Linked DNA regions of Mus musculus: all the other regions are linked to region 4. A link is a contact called in public Hi-C and HiChIP or PLAC-seq data. All regions are on one chromosome and are shown on one strand. The core of a region is the stretch at or near the end of the contact, and the rest is flanking DNA. Distances in the headings are between cores, read along the strand shown. Region 1 has its middle 34 kb from the start of Tigit. Region 2 overlaps Zbtb20 (zinc finger and BTB domain containing 20). Region 3 overlaps Gap43 (growth associated protein 43). Region 4 overlaps 4932412D23Rik (RIKEN cDNA 4932412D23 gene).

Region 1 (4,796 bases), core at 1,841-4,340, 920 kb after region 4:
AAAGAAGACTACAAAAACGTTGGCATTTCCTGTGGTTAACATCTGCCTGTGATGTTAAAAAGGTAGGTAGCCATCCTAGGAAATAGGGACAATGATTTTACAATAATTCTGAAAGTGGCAGTGGGTGATGGGCGTGGCTGGTTGTCTTAGGAATTCATGACAGTCATTCAAAAAAGTTATCACTCAGGAGATCCAGGTTAGAGGGAAGGGTTAGGGTTAGGGACATCGTCTAGGCTTGTCACAGTGACACTGGAGTAGAAGAACATCCATGGACTATTTCAAGGTAGAACTCACCACCCATACATATGACAGACAGTGCAAAGTTACTGCTTCCTATGACCTGAACTGACCAAACCTCTTCTCCCGCTACCATTTTAAGGAAACACTGAGAAGTGACTGATGCTCTCATGAAACATGTGGGATCTATCAGAGGAAGACTTCATGATAATGAGACACGTGGGGCAGGTCCAGTGGTGGAAGAGCACTGAGCACTCCCAAGTGCTGGGCTGGCTCCTCCATCCCGTAGCTATGCTCAAGTTTCTAATATCTGATGTATGAGTGGTTTTGCCTGTCTGCATGTCTGTGCACCGTGGCTGTGCCTGGTGCCTGCAAAGACCAAAAGAGTATGTCAGATCCCTTGGAACTGGAGGTACAGACAGTTGTTAGCTACCACGTGGGTGCTGGGATTCGACTGTGGGTCGCCTGGAAGAGCAGTCAGTACTCTCTCCAGCTCCCACTGAGCTCTTTACAGTTCTGATTGTGGTTCTTGATTCTCCCTCACTTACTCTGTGACTTTCATTGTGTGCTGCTCATTGGAATGAGGTTCCAGAAATTCCTTGAGACCTGGGATCAATGCCCCTGCCTTCGGGGAAAATTGGTGCCTGCTTTAACCAGGCACCTAGAGGCACTACCCAACCCAGAATAACTTCAGTACCCATCTTGGGATTTCTCAGCTTATATTAGTTGTGGGAACGCTAGCCTTAATTCCAATGAGAGCAACTCCCTGTTATAAAGTTCTCAGGAGAAATTTAGCTTTCGCCGAATCTCCAGGGTAAAAGGGACACTGGGATCCCTTCTGGGGGAACCTTTCTCTGTCTCCTTTTTCTACCAAACAGATGTACCTACTTTAGGCAGCTCAGCCATTCCTCACCTTGCTCAGAACTCATGGCTACCTCCTTCCTCCTCCCTTCTCCCGAATAAACCTTTCTCTTCATTTTTGGCCTTAAGAATTTCTTGATAATAAAACTGTGCAGTTTTTTCTTGGTGGTGGTTTATTCTGTGTCTTTTGTGTGTGTGTGTGTGTGTGTGTGTGTGTGTGTGTGTGTGTGTGTGTTTGTTTAAGACAGGATTTCGCTGTGTAGCCATGGCTGTCCTGAAACTTGGTAGACTAGGCTGGCCTCCAACTCTAAGGGCTGCTTCCCTACTGCTGGGATTAAAGATGTGCACAACTAGGATTGTTATGCCTGGCACAATAATCGTTTCATAATGGAAAGCTGGGGAGATATTTTAAATTTACTTTAGTCCACATTTTGTTGAGACTGGTGACAATTTTGAGTCCCATTAGCCTGTAGATTGCCATTTGAAAACCTCTAATCCGGATTGCTAAGACTCTATAAAGCCATAAAGGACGGGGCATAACTTGAACCTTATCTCCCTGGGAAAGCATTTGTTGTCTTAGCCTCCACTTATCTATAGAAACAACACATGGCCTATATGGACATTCTGGGAGCTTATAGGCATATTCAACTGTAGTTATTAGCTTCTTGCTTTCATCCTCTCTGAGAAATACTCCCAAATGAGAAATATCCATGTTAGGGCTAGAGAGATGACACCTCAGTGACTGAGGGCCTGAGGTCACTTCCCAGAGCCCACAGCAAGTCATCCACATTGCCAGTGACTCAGCTTCAGGTCTACCTGACTCACTCTTCTGGCTTCTTTCGGTACCCACAGCATGTGTGGCATTTACCACACAGTCACACATAACCAGAAATAAAATAAATATTAAAATCCAAGCCCATCTTTCTTCGAGTTGCTGTTGTCGTGTATGTTGTTACAGTGACGAGACACGTAATTGATACGGCTTTCCAACTAGAATCTGTGACAAGTGACAGCATTGAGCGTTTTCACTAAACCAAGCTCTGTGTCAATGGTTTTGTATTTACTACCTCACTGAACTCTAAAGGAAGCCTAACAAGCCAGATGCCATTGTATCCCAGTTTTCTAGGTGGCAATTCTGTGGATTGAGAGGTGAGACAACTTGACTGAGTTGTTTCAAACCCTGTGCTCAAACTCTTTCAATGTTTGCCACGGGTAGTATGTCAACACAGCCACACTGTGCTACAAATTTTGCTTAAAAAAAAAAAAAAAAAGTCCAGGGGACTGGAGAGATGGCCTAGCGGTTAAGAGCATTCACTGCTCTTCCAGAGGTCCTGGGTTCAATTCCCAGCAACCACATGGGGGCTCACTACCATCAGTAAGGGAACTGATGCCCTCTTCTGGTGTGTCTGAAGACAGTTACAGTGTACTCACATACATAAACTAAATAAATCTTTTAAAAAATCCAATCACTTCCCCCACTGGAATGTAAGTTGGAAAGATAAATATGAGAGAGAGAGAGAGAGAGAGAGAGAGAGAGAGAGATCTAAAAGTATAGAACTGGAAGTGACAAGAACGTAGGGAGAAACAAGACAGCTTCCTTCCCACACATCTGCTCCTTCAGAGTCTTAGCTCTGCCCAACTCTTTATTTACCACCACCACCACCTTGTGTCTGATTTTTAAAATCATTTTTCTCACCTCCACTGCTACTGCACAGTCCCTAACCTACCTCCCTAAATCCACTATTTTGTATTCCCACCCCCACACCTCAACCTACGGATCCTTCGAGGAAGATGCAAACAGAGCATTGGCTATTTTAAAACGCCACAATTTTAAAAAGCACTCATCTCTTTATATCTACTGCTTGCCACAAATCCTTTCCAGCCCCGCCCTCTTCCACTTGACGGAAAGGCAGAAGTCTATGGTGGAGCCCACAGGAACCTTCTGGTCCCGCCCCCACACCTTGTCCCGCCCCCAAGGCTGTCTCTCCTGCTAGCCTGTGGTTTGTGGGTTTGAGCTGTCGGGTTGGTATGTACCCTGTGTTCTCTGCCTGGCCTGTCTTTACTGACCTCTGCCTAGGGGACTTCATCATCTCTTCCAGTTTTGTTGTTTTGTTTTGTTTTGTTTTGTTTGTTGTTGTTTCTTGAGATGGGCCGACCTCAAACCTGTGCTCCTCCTGCCTTGTTAGGGCTGGGATTACAGTCCCATGCCACCATGGCTGGTGGAGTCTCACTATCTTTGTAGGCTGCCACCATCACGTAAGCTCTGGAGAGCGTGTGCCTGATACAGGAAAGGGTTCAGTAGATTTGGTTAAGGGAATAAAGTCACAAAAGCACAGTGATCCTTATACCAGGTCTGTTGACCTCTGGTTTTACCTCATTCTACTGAATAACAAAGATGGGATTTCCCCCTCTGCCTCTGACGTGAATGAGTTACAAGCTGGGGCATATCAGATTCTCTAATACCCCACGCTATGCTGGACATACAGGAGGTGCTCGAGAATTCTAGAATTCTGAATAAGTATTTGACCATGAGACATAAACATGTCTCCTGCTAAATTCCAGAGCTCCTCTGACTAAATCTCCAGCCAATAAACAGAGCTCTGCTACAGGAGGAGCAAGGACTGCCCAAGGTCTACTGCAGCAACAAGGAATTCATCACATAAAAACTGCATCATTTGGCTGGGCGTGGTGGCGCACACCTTTAATCCCAGCACTCGGGAAGTAGAGGCAGGTGGATCTCTGAATTCAAGGCCAGCCTGGTCTAAAGAGTGAGTTCCAGGACAGCTGGGGCTACACTGTCTCGAAAACCAAACAAAGCAAAAAAAAAAAAAAAAAAAAATCTACACAGCCTCATACTTTCTATAGATACTGTTAAAATTCTCTAAAGGGGAATAAATCGTTGCATATGCTCTCAAAGCCCTTTCTCTAGTGACAATTATTTTTTTCTGGGGCTTAAAATTGAACATATCTCAATGGTGTTGACTAAGGTCTAATTATAATGAGAGTTCTGAAATCCTAAATGAAATTATTTGACCATATCAAATTCATGCTTGACTGTGTCTTCTCTTGAAGATTGGCGTTCCCAGATCTCCAGTTACATCCAACTTGCTGCTCATAGCAAACGAGTAAGTGTGTAGCACACGCTGTCAGAACAGCAAACTCGGACACCTGTGTGCCAGTTTGCTTCTGGCCTTCCATTTCAGCTGCTAGCTCTAAACGAATTATCCCAACCGCGACCCCCACCCCTTCACACACACACACACACACACACACACACACACACACACACACACCATTGCCCGATAGTACACTCTGTCATTACAACACCTCAGACATGTTTCTACACAGTGAAAAGGCAATGGCTGCTCAGAACGCCACAGTTGGAAGAGCGTTTTCATGTATTTAAGTCACCCGAGTCTCACGGCAGCCCTGTGTCTTCAACAGGGCTGCGGCCTTAGTGAGGAGCAGAGGAAACACACAACTCAGAAACCTAAGCTGTTTGCTTTGCCAGGTAGCAAGTAGCTAAGAACATCGGGAGTCCTGCTCAGGCCCTCTGGCTAGAAGCCCACACATTTCCCACAGCTCCTCTGCAAAATGAGCTGAAGTACAGCGGCTCCTCCTGGTGTCCCCACCGCTTTTATGTTAGCTGTAACTTATTTGGTGACTCATCCTTTGACATCCGCCAGAATCCAAGTCCC
Region 2 (4,591 bases), core at 678-3,177, 790 kb after region 4:
ATGTTTTAATCATGAAAACATTTTAAACTAATGTTAGAATACTGGGCCATGTCTTGAAAGGCTGAATGGTAAGAAGGCGCGATAACCCAGAGTCCCGTAGGTGGTGTCCATGAATAGCCACAGTGTTGTTCAGGCTCATGGCCCGCCGCAGCTTGCTTGACCCTCAGCTCCAAGGGACTGTCCACACAGCTACAGCAATGACAGGCATGTGAACAGAAGGGGGCAGTTAACATTCCTTCTCCATTGATGGCAGTTAGCCCCTGAACCAGATATTCAAAATACTGCTAAGATGAAGATCTTACTTATATAGCTAACATGAACACCACAGGACTAATATTTTTCAAAAAGCCCCATTCTCCAGCACTTGGTTCTGGACCAGCACTGTGCTAAACACAACCTGGCTCGTCTCCTTTATTCTTAATCACAGCCCATAGCTGGAAGGCATTGCTGTTCCCATTTTACAGATAGGGAAGATAAGGCCTCAAAGATGCAAAATAACCTGCCTCGGGCACAAGGCTGCTAGCTAGTGGAGCTCAGTTTTCCTAAATTCCCCTCCCTAGGTGGGAGTGTCGGTGGCTTTTTCCTTCGTCCCTCTCCGTCTGTCCGCAGACACTCTACAGTTAAACAGCAGAGTAAGTAAGGAAATGGTTCCGACTCCAGAAAGGCCAAGAAAGGCATCACTGATCTCAATTATCTTGATCCCGCGACTGCGTAATTATTTATCAAAGGGAGGTTCTGACTAATTCTTTCCTCTCCAGCCAGGCTGATTAGTGGAAAGCATAATCTGCAGCAGAGGGTGGGAGCCCAGTGGAAGGAGAGAATTGGAGGAGAGAGGGAGAAAGATGGAAGAGAGCACTCGCCTCTCAACAGACCCTGGAGACTGATAAGAGCTCGCATGGATAAAATATTTATTTTTCCATATGTTGCAGAAAGCACTTCTGCCACTGTATGTGTGCAATATGTGCGAAGGAGTGTGAACTGTATACATCCAACACCACCGATCTGCCTTGTTCCCGTGCATTTAACAGGCTTAATACCTAACAGCGCATCCATATGTTTTAATGCATATTTCTCTGCAAAAACAATATGGTCTAGTTTGGGACGAGCCAGCAGCCTCCACAGCCTCACTCACTGCTATGTTTCAGCCCTCAACTTACTGCCGGGGCCAGCACAGGGAGAGTTAAAGACCAGAAGGTTCTGCCGGCCAGCTCAGCTGCCCTTCACCTTAAACGCCTTCCTGGTTCTTAAAGCAGCCTTTTTCTCATAACAAAAATGTTCACAGTGGGGAGATGAAAATGTTTTTGTTCTTTGGACAATTGGGACATGTTCAGTCAGAATGTCAGAACTGACCGTTGAAAGGCGGGTGCCTGCGGCCACACTTCTCTCTCTCTCTCTCTCTCTCTCTCTCTCTCTCTCTCTCTCTCTCTCTCTCTTTGAATGCAGAGCTGCACCAGTGTGGCGGGAGGAAGTGCACAATGATTGGCCTGTTTTTCTGTAGAAGTGTTCAGGGTACACCCAGTTTTGCTTTGCATATATTTGCGAAACATCTGCCCTTTTCTTGTTCTGAAGTCTCTCTCCCTCACGGCCCCTTTCTCCTCTCCCCCGGGTTTTTTCTTTGTTGTTGTTGTTGGCTTCTCTGACTTCTACGTAGAAGTTTTCATTTTCTGGTTGAGGGACAACCTCATCAGAGTGTATAGTTGAGAGAGAGAGAGAGAGAGAGAGAGAGAGAGAGAGAGAGAGAGAGAGACAGAGAGAGAGAGAGACAGAGAGAGAGACAGAGAGAGAGAGAGACAGAGAGAGAGAGACAGAGAGAGAGACAGAGAGAGAGAGAGAGAGAGAGAGAGAGAGAGAATATGAATATGCACAGCAGGCGGGGAGAGAACAAACTTGAAAGAGACTGAGAGGCCAGGCCAGAGAGAGCTTGGCACACCAGCCTTTGGCATGGTGACCAGGAGGAAGGTTCTGGTAGTTTAGGCTCTAAAATACTGCCTGGAGTCAGCCAGTGTGCTGCTGCCCTCTACAGGCGCCAGGGGATAGTGCAAACTACTTAGACTTGTACAGACATGTCCTCAGATGTGCCATGTTTATACAATCCCCTTTATGCAACCAAAGAAGGCATTTTCAGTTAATTACAAGAGAGTTTGCTCTTTCCTCCTTAATAAACCACAAACTGAAAAAAAAATTGGTCATAGAACAGCACCTGTGCATGTCAGACAGACTGCTGTTTTGTGTTAACGCTTCTTGGCTTCAGAAAAAGGAATCCCAGAGAATTATAAAAGAGGTTGGAATGGGAGAGGAAGTGCTCCAACGGACAGTGTGCAGGGCTCTGGTCTGTGACGTTGGAGCACTGCCGTGGTAAGAGGAGAAGTGAACTGGCAGGAAGCAAGGAAGGGAAGGGGCCAGGCAGGTTGGGTTTGAATGTGTTCTACTCGCTGAGGTGGCTACAATGTCCCTGGGCCATGGACAGCCACCAAAGGTGGTCCTGGACATAGGTGGGGCACAGAAAATCAGGCATGCATCAAACTCTAATTCAGGACAAGAAGTAAGGGCATAAGCCGTGCAATTTCTCCAGAGTTAGACCTCATGGGTGGCTTGGCAGTACACTGGTGCAAGAGTGTGCTCTTAATTCCATGAACCACATGTCAAAAGCTAGCTGAGGCCTTGTCTGTAAACATAGAGACCATTTTTTTTTCTGCTACATAATGATGGCCATTGGTGTTTTGTCCCTATATTTAGGTGACTTACAAGGACCAGCCACTCTTACTAAAGACTCTTCTTGTAATCAATGAAAAAGCAACCAATCCAGGTTGATTCCCCTGCCGCATAAAATGAGGAAGCTTAATTGAGATTCAAACTAGGACTGGTCTCCAAGTATATTTAAATTTCAGCTCTATTTAATTCTGTCAGCAAACAGTTCGCAAGTGGCTGCTGTGTATATGGTTCACAGTATGGAATTATGGAATAGGCAGTAACCCCAGGAGGACAGGACCAAGATTGCTCAGCCTCTGTGGCACATCACAGCCACTTAGTCTCTGTACCGAGAGTGTGGATGGGGGAGTGGGGGAGGGGAGCAGAAAGGCGGAGTAAAGAAAGGGATGAACACCAGAAATGGGACAACTGCTAAGACACTCCCCTTCCACAGAAAGCCCATTCTCTCTGAGAGCCAATAGCACGGAACTGTTAGTGAAATAAAGAGTTAGTGAGTAAGGCAGGAATCCTGCAACCACTGAGGGATCTCAGAGTGATGCAGAGAGGAGCCATCCTGTCTGAAAGAGGGGAGTCACAGCAGTCTAGCATAGAGACGGCATTTAATAAGTGTGAAGGAAGGTTCCTCTCATTTCATCGGCAGAGATGAGAAAAGGCAGTTCAAAGCAAGGACAGTAATGAGTAAAGGTAAAGAGCCAAGAGTGTACATTCCAGACCCCTGGGAATGATAAACGCACACCAAGGCAGCCAATACACATGGCCCATGAGATAAGGTAGGGCAGATAAGGAACTGTCCTCAGATTCCAGGCTGCCACGGTGCTGCGGGATCGAGTGACTGGAAAGCAGCAGAGCTAGGGTCTTGGAGGAAGGAGAATAAGTCAGCAGCGCAGTAGGGAAAGCATTGAGGCTGCCGTCTGCAGAGGGAGCAGGCTGGTGAAGACAGCTGGGCAAGCTGGCCACGGGGCAAGAGAAAAGTGAGCAAGGGGCTTCCAGCCGATGGCAGGCCCCAGTGGCAGAAACAGGCCCCTCAGAGGAAACACTGCTTCTCCAGGGGAAACAGACAGTGGGAGGGGGCAGTTAGACAGGGAAGACTTTGATTTTTAATCCTTTCTGAATCTGAAAGACCAGAAGAGCAGATCCTTGGGGGTCCTGATAGGCACAGGATTTGAGGGTTAGCCCCAGACCCCCATCAGCAATGAATAAGGCACTGCGGCTTGTTTCTGTTATGTTGGCTTTCTCCACACTGAGAAATATATCTGAAAGCCCCCAACTCCATCCTCATCTTTACCACGCTGTCTCTGCCTCATGCCCTCTGAAGAAACAGATTTGATTTCACAACCTGTTGGACTAAAAACACAGCATACTAATCATAACACCATATTCTGCGAGGGCAGATTTGACTACCCAGTACAACACATTTCAATACGAAATATTCTGTATACAAGTCCAAAGCCATGCTCATAGAAACAAGAACATGGAAACACAGCAATTTACAACAGATTATGTACCACACATAATCTATCCAAAAAAAGGGGGGGGACCCATACTCTATGGTAGCATAGTGATAGAAAAAGACACAAAGCCACAGAAACTGGGGACATGTTCAAGAAGGATCTCATCCCTTTTGGGGTGTCCATGCGCTACATAAATGCCGATTTGCTAGTTATCATTGATTGTCATGGAGAAAAGGATCCTGGGCTGACTGATAGCTGAACTATTTCACATTCTGTTCCTCACTAAATCACACCACCACCATTCTACTCCCTATCAGCAATCTCTTCCTCAGAAGGCACATAAATACCAGTCATGCTCCTAAACTCTGGGAGCCTATACTAAACCAAAGAGCATGGAGAATCTTAAGGCTGGGATGGAGAGAGAGAGGGAA
Region 3 (4,768 bases), core at 63-2,562, 530 kb before region 4:
CATTAAGAACAAGAAAAAATATTCATGTGTTTCTTAAGTATGAGATTGAGAGAATTTTTAAATAAAATATGTCATATTTTTAAGAGTAAACAATTATATCCACAGGAGAAGCTTAAGCTAGGAAGCAAGAAAAACATTGAATTCGGTTTCTCTTTATGCCATAGTCTAAGTAATGTGAGTGCCACCTAGTTATAAAAAGAATATTGAGATACCTTAGACGGATGATTTTAATATTTAACAAATAGTTGTAACTTGCCTATCCAGCAGTTTAGCCTTTGCAAAATCTTGCTCTTTTCAACTTAAAGAACTCTTAGAAATTATCATGCTTGCAGAAAACCTCTTAATTTTATCATTTATTTATGTGTTAACTTAAAAGAGAAAGTCAATATCGTAGACAATAAAGTCATCTATTATTCATGCTTCAAAGCTGAAAGACACTTGAAAAAGAAGGAAAATGTGGTCATCCATTCATTAATGCACCTAATGAAAGAGACTGAGCTGTGTTCTGGTCTATGAGCTAGAAGTAGATTAGCAGTGATTACAATGAAACTCAAACTGAAAATGTCTGTCTTCTGAGACTGTATATGCTAAGCAGTTTCTAGAATGATGTGTTGCTTATGGGGGGAGGACACACACACACACACACACACACACACACAGAGAGAGAGAGAGAGAGAGAGAGAGAGAGAGAGAGAGAGAGAGAGACTTAGAGTTCAACATCATTTTTCTTGAGTCAAATTCTCTTAAATTTGCAAAGTTGAATGTTCTTAAAGAATGTCATATGTTAAAAAACAGGAGACCTTCTTAGTTTCCCACACTTGTCACCCATGACTACCATGCTCTCCCCACACCATTCTTTTCTCAGTGCTCATTTGATATTGGACCCAGAGCTGTGTACATGTTAGTCAAGCCAGGCAAGTGCTCTGCCAATTAGCTACACCCCTAACTGTATGACGACCATCCTTTAAAATGCTCAAAGTCACATTAAAAGAACAATAAATGCGTTAAATATTCCTGGATCCGTTTATACCATGTAATGTTAGTCATAAATGACAAAACTAAGGAAGAGATTTGAGTGAACAATTTCACCATAGTCATTCAAGGTGTACGTCAACCTGACTCTCCTATCCTTGCGGAAGAAGATCCTGGCTTCTGATGGGCGTCATTCATTACCTTGAAAGGGTGAGTGGGAATAGCATGTCTGTGCCTTCCTTCTGTTGGTGAGCAAACACCAGGAACATATGCAGCAGCGGCTGCTTGCGTGCCCAGCCAGGCAGCTCGGTTGCGATGCTGTTAAGAGGGATGGCGGTGTTCCCAGCTGCCGACGCGCACATGCAGCTCTAATGGCCCCGTTTCTTGGCTCTCCTCCAGGTCCCTCCACAGCCCTACATTACTGAAATTAGGTTGAGTGGATTTCCGAGTAAAACATTACCTCTTGGGACCTGCCCAGCTCTCCCCAGTCTTGTCAACATTGATTAAATAGAAGCTGCTATCATCCTGGGGCCATGCCCACAATTACTCTACCAATCACCAATGGGCTGGGCGCACTTCCCTTTTCCTTTTTAGTTTCATCTTTCTTGGATATTAAGCATCCTTACCTCAAAAGCTCAAAGGAAAGCAAGTAGGAGTGCTTAGCAGCATACTCGCGTATGGCCCTTTTGTGATTCAGACCATCTTTTCCTGGAGCTTTACACCAGATGTCAAATTGGAGCCTGGGCTGGCTTTTGGTTTTCCCTGGGATCCATATTTTCCTTTGTCATTCACTTTGTTTCATATTTTAAATATATTAAAATGCCAAGCACATACACATAATTTTTGATGCCAGGATAATGAACTAAATTACACTTCCACCCTTGTCCCTTGTTTTCTGAGCCTTTGAAAGAGAAAATAATCCGTTATGCACTTACATTTTTCAAAGAGTAACAAATAAGAATTTAATTAAGAAGAAATGTCAAAGGCAGCTGCCACGGGGTCTTAGTGATACCCAAAACACACCATTACCATCCTCTCGCCTGCCCTGCGAGTTTCAGGACTAAGCAACTCTACCATTTACCCTGACTCTTCCACCAACTAGTCATTCGCGCTCAGACAAATTAGGTTTCCTTTCTGTGCTTCAGTTTCTGAATCTAGAGATGATAATATGGGCAATTGTGTCTGACCCATCTCATTGCAGGCTATGTGGACGTTATGATATGTACTGTAAACTATAAAGGGGACCACGTGTAGTCTGCTGAGTATTTAACCAACATGAAATTTAATTTCTTTGACTTTACTCTAACTTGTGGGTTTTGTAAATTAACATTCTCCTTCTAAGACAAAAAAAAAATTCAAAGGGAAGAAAAACATCTATTTTTCCCCTCTACCTTTCTAGATAAAATAAGACCCTCCACAATACTTCCACATCTCTGGATGAAAGGATATATGTACTGTGAACAGCATTATATAGAAAAGCAGACACCCAGAAAAGGAACATTATTGATCAAGGGAATTCATTGCTCTAAAAGCTAAAAGGGAATACAGGCTTTCAACCAATAAAAGGAAAGCTGGAGGTTTTGTTTTAAAGGAAAGGTGATCCAAAAAGTCAAGACAAAAGTCAACGTGAGTCAACTTGCACCAGAAACCATTTTTTTTAAAAAGATCTATTTATTTATTTTATGTATATGACTGCTCTATCTGCATGTACATCTGAATGCCAGAAGAGGGCATCAGATTATATTACAGATGGTTGTGAGCCACCATGTGGTTGCTGGGAACTGAACTCAGAACCTTTGGAAGACCAGTCAGTGCTCTTAACCACCTTGCCACCTTGCCAACCCTTTGGAAGCCTCTTAAACTTTATATATACATTTAGTCTACACAATCATCAAAAGATAATGTCCTGCCTCCTCCCAGTACTGACAAATAGAAAGAGCAACAATTACAACTTATATAAGTTGTCTAATAGATACCAATCATCTCTAGCATAGGAGGCAATAAATACACAAAAGTACATTATTAAACTGTATGTCTTCTTGTATATGTGTATATATGTGTGTGTTTATATGTATATGTATGTATGTATGTAAGTATGTATGTATGTATGTATGTATGCAAGGTTCTGTGAACTCAAACCCAGTGTCTAGCAAGCTCTCTACCTGAGCTAGATTCCTAATCAGTCTACCTTATTTCTTATCATGATTAAAATAAAAAAGTCAACTTCTAAGAGTAGAAATTCAAACCCCAAACTTAATAGTATTTTCACAGTAGCATAACTACAAGGGAGACTTATTTTTGCATCTATCCTCCAAGATAAGTTACACACTGAATGGCTAGTCATATATAATTCTATAAAGGTGTTAGCGCTCTATAGTTAGCAATATACCAGAGTGATCTGGAGGCTGGATCTAGTTCTAAGGCGTTAGTTCTGTGAAACATGAGAGGAGGAAGGATGGGGAGTCAGCATACAGATAAGCATTTATGACACTAGGAGCAAAGAAATTTTGTGAATTGTGATATCAGGGACAGAAAGGTAACTAGGATACTGTTTGTCATTCAGTGGCAATCAGATAAAGTTCAGCCTCAGGGCTTCCTGTGTTCCCCTAAGAACTTATCTATACTTCTAAAAGTTAAAGCTCCCATCTGACAAGACAGCTGAAAACATCCAGACTTCATCAGAGGCTGTAAAGACCTAAGTTTTGTGTCTGTTCTTTCAGCATTGCAGAATCTATTCAGTAAGTAGACTGCAAGCCATCACTGTGATGTTGGCCCAGTTTGCCTTATGACCTTAAAAATTCTTTTTATTTTACTGTTTTATTTCCACTTCCAGGGACTCTAGTTTCATGTGTGTACACACACACACACACACTTCAGTATTCTTTTGAGAATGAGTAACATATATCTAATTTTGATGTTGTAAATATTGTAAATAGCTTACCACAGCAAAAAGTAAAGAAAAACAGGGGACTGGGAGGGAGGAAGGAGAGAGGGAGGAATGGAGGGAAAGGAAGGAGGGAGGGAGGGAGGGAGGGAGGGAGGGAGGGAGGGAGGGAGGAAATCTTTCTCATTGTTACCTTTTTTTCTTATTTGGCATTTAGATATACTCTTCATCTGTGCATATTTACCTGTGCCTGTCAGAGGTCTTCCATACATTGTAACGGTTGCTACTTGTGACTTGTAATTTATTCAATGCATACAGAAAATACTCAAAGTTAAATCATTTGAATGTGTACTTGTCAACTCTCAAGACCAAGTTTAACTGATATTTCCCAGTTCTAAACTTGTCTAGGGAGAATTAATCACTCTTTTTTTTTTTTTTTTTTTTTTTTTTTTTGGTTTTTCGAGACAGGGTTTCTCTGTGTAGCCCTGGCTGTCCTGGAACTCACTTTGTAGACCAGGCTGGCTTTGAACTCGGAAATCCACCTGCCTCTACCTCCCAAGTGCTGGGATTAAAGGTGTGTACCACCACCGCCCGGCTTCACTCTTTCTTTTCATAAGGAAATTGTAGTTTTTGTATCATTTGCTGATTTGTGAAGTCTTTTCTAGTCTTCAGTTGATCATGAACTAATGTTGTTTCCTCCCCCCGCTCCCACAGGGATATATTTACATGAATTTATAATCCACAAAAGAGGAGTTTTTAAATGTGATAAGCTGATGACTCTCAATGCTTAAACATGCTTGAAAAAAAATGCATGTGTTTGTATTGTTTCCAAGCAGTAGAATTGTGCAAAATATCTATGCTAGCAAAATACTAAAAGTAATTTTAAAAATAGAGTAAAATCCATGAATCCTT
Region 4 (4,773 bases), core at 10-2,509:
CTTAATTTCAAAAGAAATGAAAATATTTTTTGTCTTATTTCTCAAATGAGCTTGAAATTTTATATATTGTAGCGTTTACGTGACTAGTGCTGAAAGAGTTAAAAGTCGGAGGTTTTTTTTTTATCGCCCTCTGTGAAGTCCCTGGATAGGATCTACTTCTGACCTCAGCTGTGGCATGTGACAAGTGCTTTGTAGCTTCACATCACAGCTGCATGAGGTCACTGGCAATCCTTTCAGGAGCTGATCCCGCAGCCTCATTTCCTTGACAGAGTAAAGCATTTTACTAGATCTAAGATTAGGCGTATTTGTAACTGGTACGCAAATTATCAGTTATTATTTGGTATTCACGTTACTGCCATGGTTTCTGTGATTCATCCAATGCAGTCTGTGTAAAAAGCAATGACCTCATTCTTTGCTGGATCTAAAATCAGTCATGGTCACTAAAGCCCCTTGTTCTACACAAAAGAAAGAAATCAGATGACCTTTGCTCTGACCCTTGACTTGATATTTACAAAAGCTAATTATGGGGAGGGCCAACTCTCTTTTATCATTCAAGGACATTTGGCTAAGGTCTACTCCTTAAATAAAAAACAAAATGTCATTCAGAGGGCTATTTAAGGCTGTATACAGTATAAGGAAATCTACTCTGATGTTAATTTGGCGTTTTTGGCCATCAACATTGATTTTCTCAAAGTCAATCACGTAAAACATGGGAGGGGTTATATGTCTCTCATTAAAATCAAAGTGGCTCACTAACAAAAGGGAGTTGGTTATCTGGAGGTCTGGCAGTTGGAGGTCAGAGAGACACGTGGTCTGATAGCTTCAGCTAAACCTCTCTCAGTTTTCACTACCACGCCCCTGCCCCTGCTTCTGCTGGAAAAGAACTACCAGGCACTATGCATTGCTTTAACTCTAAGGGCTCTAAGGGTTACTTGGTTGATAAGGAGACCACCCCTAAAACAGAAGGCAGCCACTAATCCCCAGTGGGATTATTTAGTTACCTTTATTATAATAACAATGCTTACAAATACAGGTTTAAGGTAAACAAACATTCAGAAGAAAGAAAAAGAAAGAAAGCATCAGATAGTTAGAACAATGGGAGACACACAGTCCTTTTTTTCCCGGGGCTTCCCCTTGGCTGGCCTTTTCTTTGGGGAAAAGTAGAAGTCTGAATTCTTTTGTTCATTTCAGCCACCGCCCTTTTGCAATCTGAGTCTGAGCAAGGCTGCCACGCCCAGGAAAGGGACAAAGGCAGAGAAAGGGGATCTCTGGGCACTGACACAGCTCCACTTACTTAAACAGGACTCATTTGTTGGTCTCAGTAACATAGCTGTACACATCAGTTACCATCTCTATAAACAAACAATTAAAACAGGGGCATAAAATATATGCATGCTCTGAAATTCTATCTGATTAAAGTATTCTTTTCCTAGAAAGACAGGCAGCCAGAGTTCTACTCGTTTCAGAAAAAGGATGAATGCTGCCCCCTCTTGACTAAGTGCTGGATACGCTGAACAGCCATAAACTCTAATGGCTAGCCAGTGGGAATAAAGATCCTACTTTTGTACAGAGAATTTTAATGAAATCTTAGAAGCTGGAAGGTTAGAGGAAGCTCAAAGTTTATCTCAATGGGACTTTTATAGGTTTCTGGGAGATGGGTCATGCTTTATCGATGCGCCTGCATCTTCTCAGCTGTTTCTGTTTTGTAGATTCTTAATTTTGCCTGGAATAATCATTTGAGTTTAGTGCTCTGTTTCCCCGATAAGACTGATAGACTCCTTGAGAATATGAGCCACTGCCACCCCTCCTCCTCCTCCTCCTCCTCCTCCTCCTCCTCCTTTACTTGCCTTCATAACTATCAGAATACCTTCAAAGATTCATGCATAGTGGGTATTCAACAATACATAAGCAATCTCTAGCTGGCGTCACTATAGTTTATGGCTATGAACAATTGGTTCTCTCTGAACTCATAAATTCAGCTTGGGTTTCAAGTCAAGAAATTTTGTTTTGTTTTGTTTTATGTTTTGTTTTGTTTTTGTTTTTTGTTTTGGTTCTCGAGACAGGGTTTCTCTGTGTAGCCTTGGCTGTCCTGGAACTCACTTTGTAGACCAGGCTGGGATTAATGAGATGAGATTAACTCAGAAATCTGCCTGCCGCTGCCTCCCAAGTGCTGGGATTAAAGGCGTGAGCCAATGTCAAGAAATTCAAATAAGTGCTGTCATTCCTTAATCTTAGAATCATTTAAACTTGGAAGCATACTCGGTTTGCTTATAGGCACCAAGCACTAAAATACATGTTATAGACAAAAAAATACTTTTAAAAATAAAAATTAGGCCAGGCGTGGTGGCGCACGCCTTTAATCCCAGCACTCAGGAGGCAGAGGCAGGCGGATTTCTGAGTTCGAGGCCAGCCTGGTCTACAAAGTGAGCTCCAGGACAGCCAGGGCTATACAGAGAAACCCTGTCTTGAAAAACCAAAATAAATAAATAAAATAAATAAATAAATAAATAAATAAATAAAAATTAAAAAGTACAGGAAAAAAAAACCCTAGTCATGTTACACACAGGTGTAATGTTGAATGTAAGAAAACTGACTTAAGACAAAAAACAAACCACACACACACACACACACACACACACACACACACACACACACACCTGCATGCTGCATGCTCCCTTGCTCTAGAGCCTCCAAACAGTGAAGTAACACACACACAGTGCTAGGAGCCTCTTTGGAAGAGCACTGGCTAGAAGGGAGCACACAAATTGCTTCTAGAATGTTACTAACATTTTTGATATTATTACTATTGAATCAGAGGCACAGCCGCATCCACTATGAGGCATCTCATTAAGCTCTATGCTTATGATATGTGCACTTGTGTACATTATGCTTCATTAAAAACACTTACATGATATTTTTCTCAGACCCCAAGAAACAGATTTGCATATTAGCTAAGACACATTCTCTCCATTGTAGGTACCTCTGCTTTAATTAATGAAGCTAATCAAACTCTCTTAGCTATCGATCAGACAGCAAGACATCTTCAATATGTGGAAATTTTCTAGCAGGATATCTGTACATCGGTTTCCAGTTTCTATGGCAACTACCAGGCAACTACTCTCCTTGAAAAAGAACATGTTCTTCTTCCTGCCCCTCTCAGGCCGCTGATATATTAACACTCAAACAATAAAGTTATTTCATGCATGCAAGCCTGCTTTGTGGAGTAAGGTGGGTACTTTCACAGTAAAATTCCAATTTTTAGATCTTCATCTGCAAAAATGGCCACATGTCCACGAATTTGAGACAGCCCAACAGGAGGTATATGGGAGAGTTTGGATGAGAAAAGGGAAGGGGGAAATGATGCAATTATCTTATAATCTCCATAAATAAAAGACATACTGTTTTTTTGAAAGGTTTTGTGAGGAGAATTTATTACATTAAAATGTGAAGCAAACAAGGCCTGGCAAACTGATCCCAAGAAATTTCAATTACTGGGGAAATGTCTTTGCTGATCCAAGTCAGGAGACCCATGTCCTAGGCAGTCTTTAAGGTGAAACTTGAAGTATGCTACCTAATTTCTTTTTGCCTTAGTTACTCCAACTGTGAAATGATCCTATGACTTTGAAGTCACAAAGGCTCGAATTTAGAAGTGAGTAATGACTGGAAGAACAATGTGAAGCTCTGCAGGCGACTGAGCTTCAATTTGTCCCTGCCACATGATTAGGATTTTATGACTTGCGGGCCAGTTACTTCCTTGGCTTTTCAGCTTTATTACTACAATTTCCTGTGAGAGTATAATTTCCTGTTTTTCTCTTGCCTTCTTTTTACTCTGCCTTACCACATTGTGTTGGTGGACCATGACGTGGTTTTTAAGGCAAAGACTCTGCAGAGTCCTTTGTGACTGGCCAGTCAATTCTAGATGAGTCCCCTGGCACAGTGGATGAAATTTTTTGGTAATAAAGGGTGTGGGGGAAGATTGGCTTGTGTTCAAAGGCACAACAGAGAGAGGATATTTAAAAGGAGGATGTTCGTTATTAACTTTGCAGAAGCAAGTTAGAAAGACACAAACCAATTGCTATTAAAAACTATTGTAGACAAGAAAATTCTGTGGCATATTTTAAACAGATGAAGCATAAGCTAGAAAAACAGAACACTTCTTAAAACAAGAAGGGACGTTGTTAACATTACATTGGGTGTAACTCCCGAAACTATATGAATGTCAAATCTTCAACAGCTAATAGAACTGAGTATAGAAAATTAAAACATAAAAAAGATTGGAAGATATGTTATGATGCTGTGCACAACTAAGGACCCCGTGACACTGAATAGAAGTTACGAAGAATAACAGGGTGAAGAAATAGCAACCTTTCATACTTATTTTATTAAAATATTCTTGAGAAAATATCTGAATAAAATAAGATGGGATTCTGTGAGAATAGAGGATTAGATAAATATAATTAGAACAAAGTTGATGTGTTTATAAAAAGACAAAGAGAGAGGGAATATGTTTGGTGGAGGTGTAGTCAAGTATTGGTGAAGGGGATGCCTTGGCAGGCCCATGCGGAGGCATCCTTTTCCTCTGAGGGACCAGCCACATGATGGTACAGTATAGAATAGAGATTATTCACAGCATGGGGAGGGGAGTCAAGAGGGTATGTGGAGTGAGCAGTGAACTGGTCTCCAGTTGAGCATAGGCCTAGAACCCCTGATACCTGGTAGGCAGTGACATCTGCCTTCATGGGACAGTAGGAGTTCGGCCACGCCTCCTGGGCC

The links. Hi-C and Micro-C count contacts between places; a contact is called where the count stands out from the background. HiChIP or PLAC-seq counts read pairs in DNA pulled down with a chosen protein or histone mark.
Region 1: a Hi-C map of the N1E-115 cell line shows a contact between it and region 4, with 5 times the contacts expected there. The contact joins two enhancer-like sites. A contact is called at or near these places in 1 of 484 Hi-C or Micro-C datasets (the N1E-115 cell line), 3 of 115 datasets of contacts at active chromatin or transcription factors (cardiomyocytes, embryonic stem cells and extraembryonic endoderm stem cells) and 1 of 9 other capture datasets (embryonic trunk).
Region 2: an H3K27ac HiChIP or PLAC-seq map of extraembryonic endoderm stem cells shows a contact between it and region 4. The contact joins two enhancer-like sites. A contact is called at or near these places in 1 of 15 datasets of contacts at CTCF or cohesin (pro-B cells), 6 of 484 Hi-C or Micro-C datasets (the N1E-115 cell line, cerebellum, cortical neurons and 2 more), 5 of 115 datasets of contacts at active chromatin or transcription factors (cardiomyocytes, a colorectal cancer cell line, embryonic stem cells and 2 more) and 2 of 9 other capture datasets (embryonic stem cells and embryonic trunk).
Region 3: a Hi-C map of the N1E-115 cell line shows a contact between it and region 4, with 4 times the contacts expected there. The contact joins two enhancer-like sites. A contact is called at or near these places in 7 of 484 Hi-C or Micro-C datasets (the N1E-115 cell line, cerebellum, cortical neurons and 3 more), 8 of 115 datasets of contacts at active chromatin or transcription factors (embryonic basal ganglia, embryonic stem cells, extraembryonic endoderm stem cells and 2 more) and 1 of 9 other capture datasets (embryonic tail).

Annotation. Positions count from the first base shown.
Region 1 is chr16:43,696,036-43,700,831 of GRCm38.p6, forward strand. No RefSeq gene overlaps it. Among named protein-coding and RNA genes, the nearest start is that of Tigit, 34 kb to the left of the region's middle. Within about 2 kb of position 3,091, at least 124 of the 459 cell types and tissues checked have an H3K27ac peak or open chromatin away from gene starts, as enhancers often do. A contact at or near this core is called in the N1E-115 cell line, where this site is marked.
Region 2 is chr16:43,572,209-43,576,799 of GRCm38.p6, forward strand. The region is part of intron 7 of Zbtb20 (zinc finger and BTB domain containing 20); the gene reads left to right. Among named protein-coding and RNA genes, the nearest start is that of Mir568, 66 kb to the right of the region's middle. Within about 2 kb of position 1,928, at least 195 of the 459 cell types and tissues checked have an H3K27ac peak or open chromatin away from gene starts, as enhancers often do. A contact at or near this core is called in the N1E-115 cell line, cerebellum, a colorectal cancer cell line and 4 more, where this site is marked.
Region 3 is chr16:42,254,514-42,259,281 of GRCm38.p6, forward strand. All of the region lies in intron 2 of Gap43 (growth associated protein 43), which reads right to left. Among named protein-coding and RNA genes, the nearest start is that of Mir6540, 47 kb to the right of the region's middle. Within about 2 kb of position 1,313, at least 37 of the 459 cell types and tissues checked have an H3K27ac peak or open chromatin away from gene starts, as enhancers often do. A contact at or near this core is called in the N1E-115 cell line, cerebellum, cortical neurons and 1 more, where this site is marked.
Region 4 is chr16:42,781,127-42,785,899 of GRCm38.p6, forward strand. The region is part of intron 1 of 4932412D23Rik (RIKEN cDNA 4932412D23 gene); the gene reads right to left. Among named protein-coding and RNA genes, the nearest start is that of 4932412D23Rik, 92 kb to the right of the region's middle. Within about 2 kb of position 1,260, at least 134 of the 459 cell types and tissues checked have an H3K27ac peak or open chromatin away from gene starts, as enhancers often do. A contact at or near this core is called in the N1E-115 cell line, cerebellum, a colorectal cancer cell line and 5 more, where this site is marked.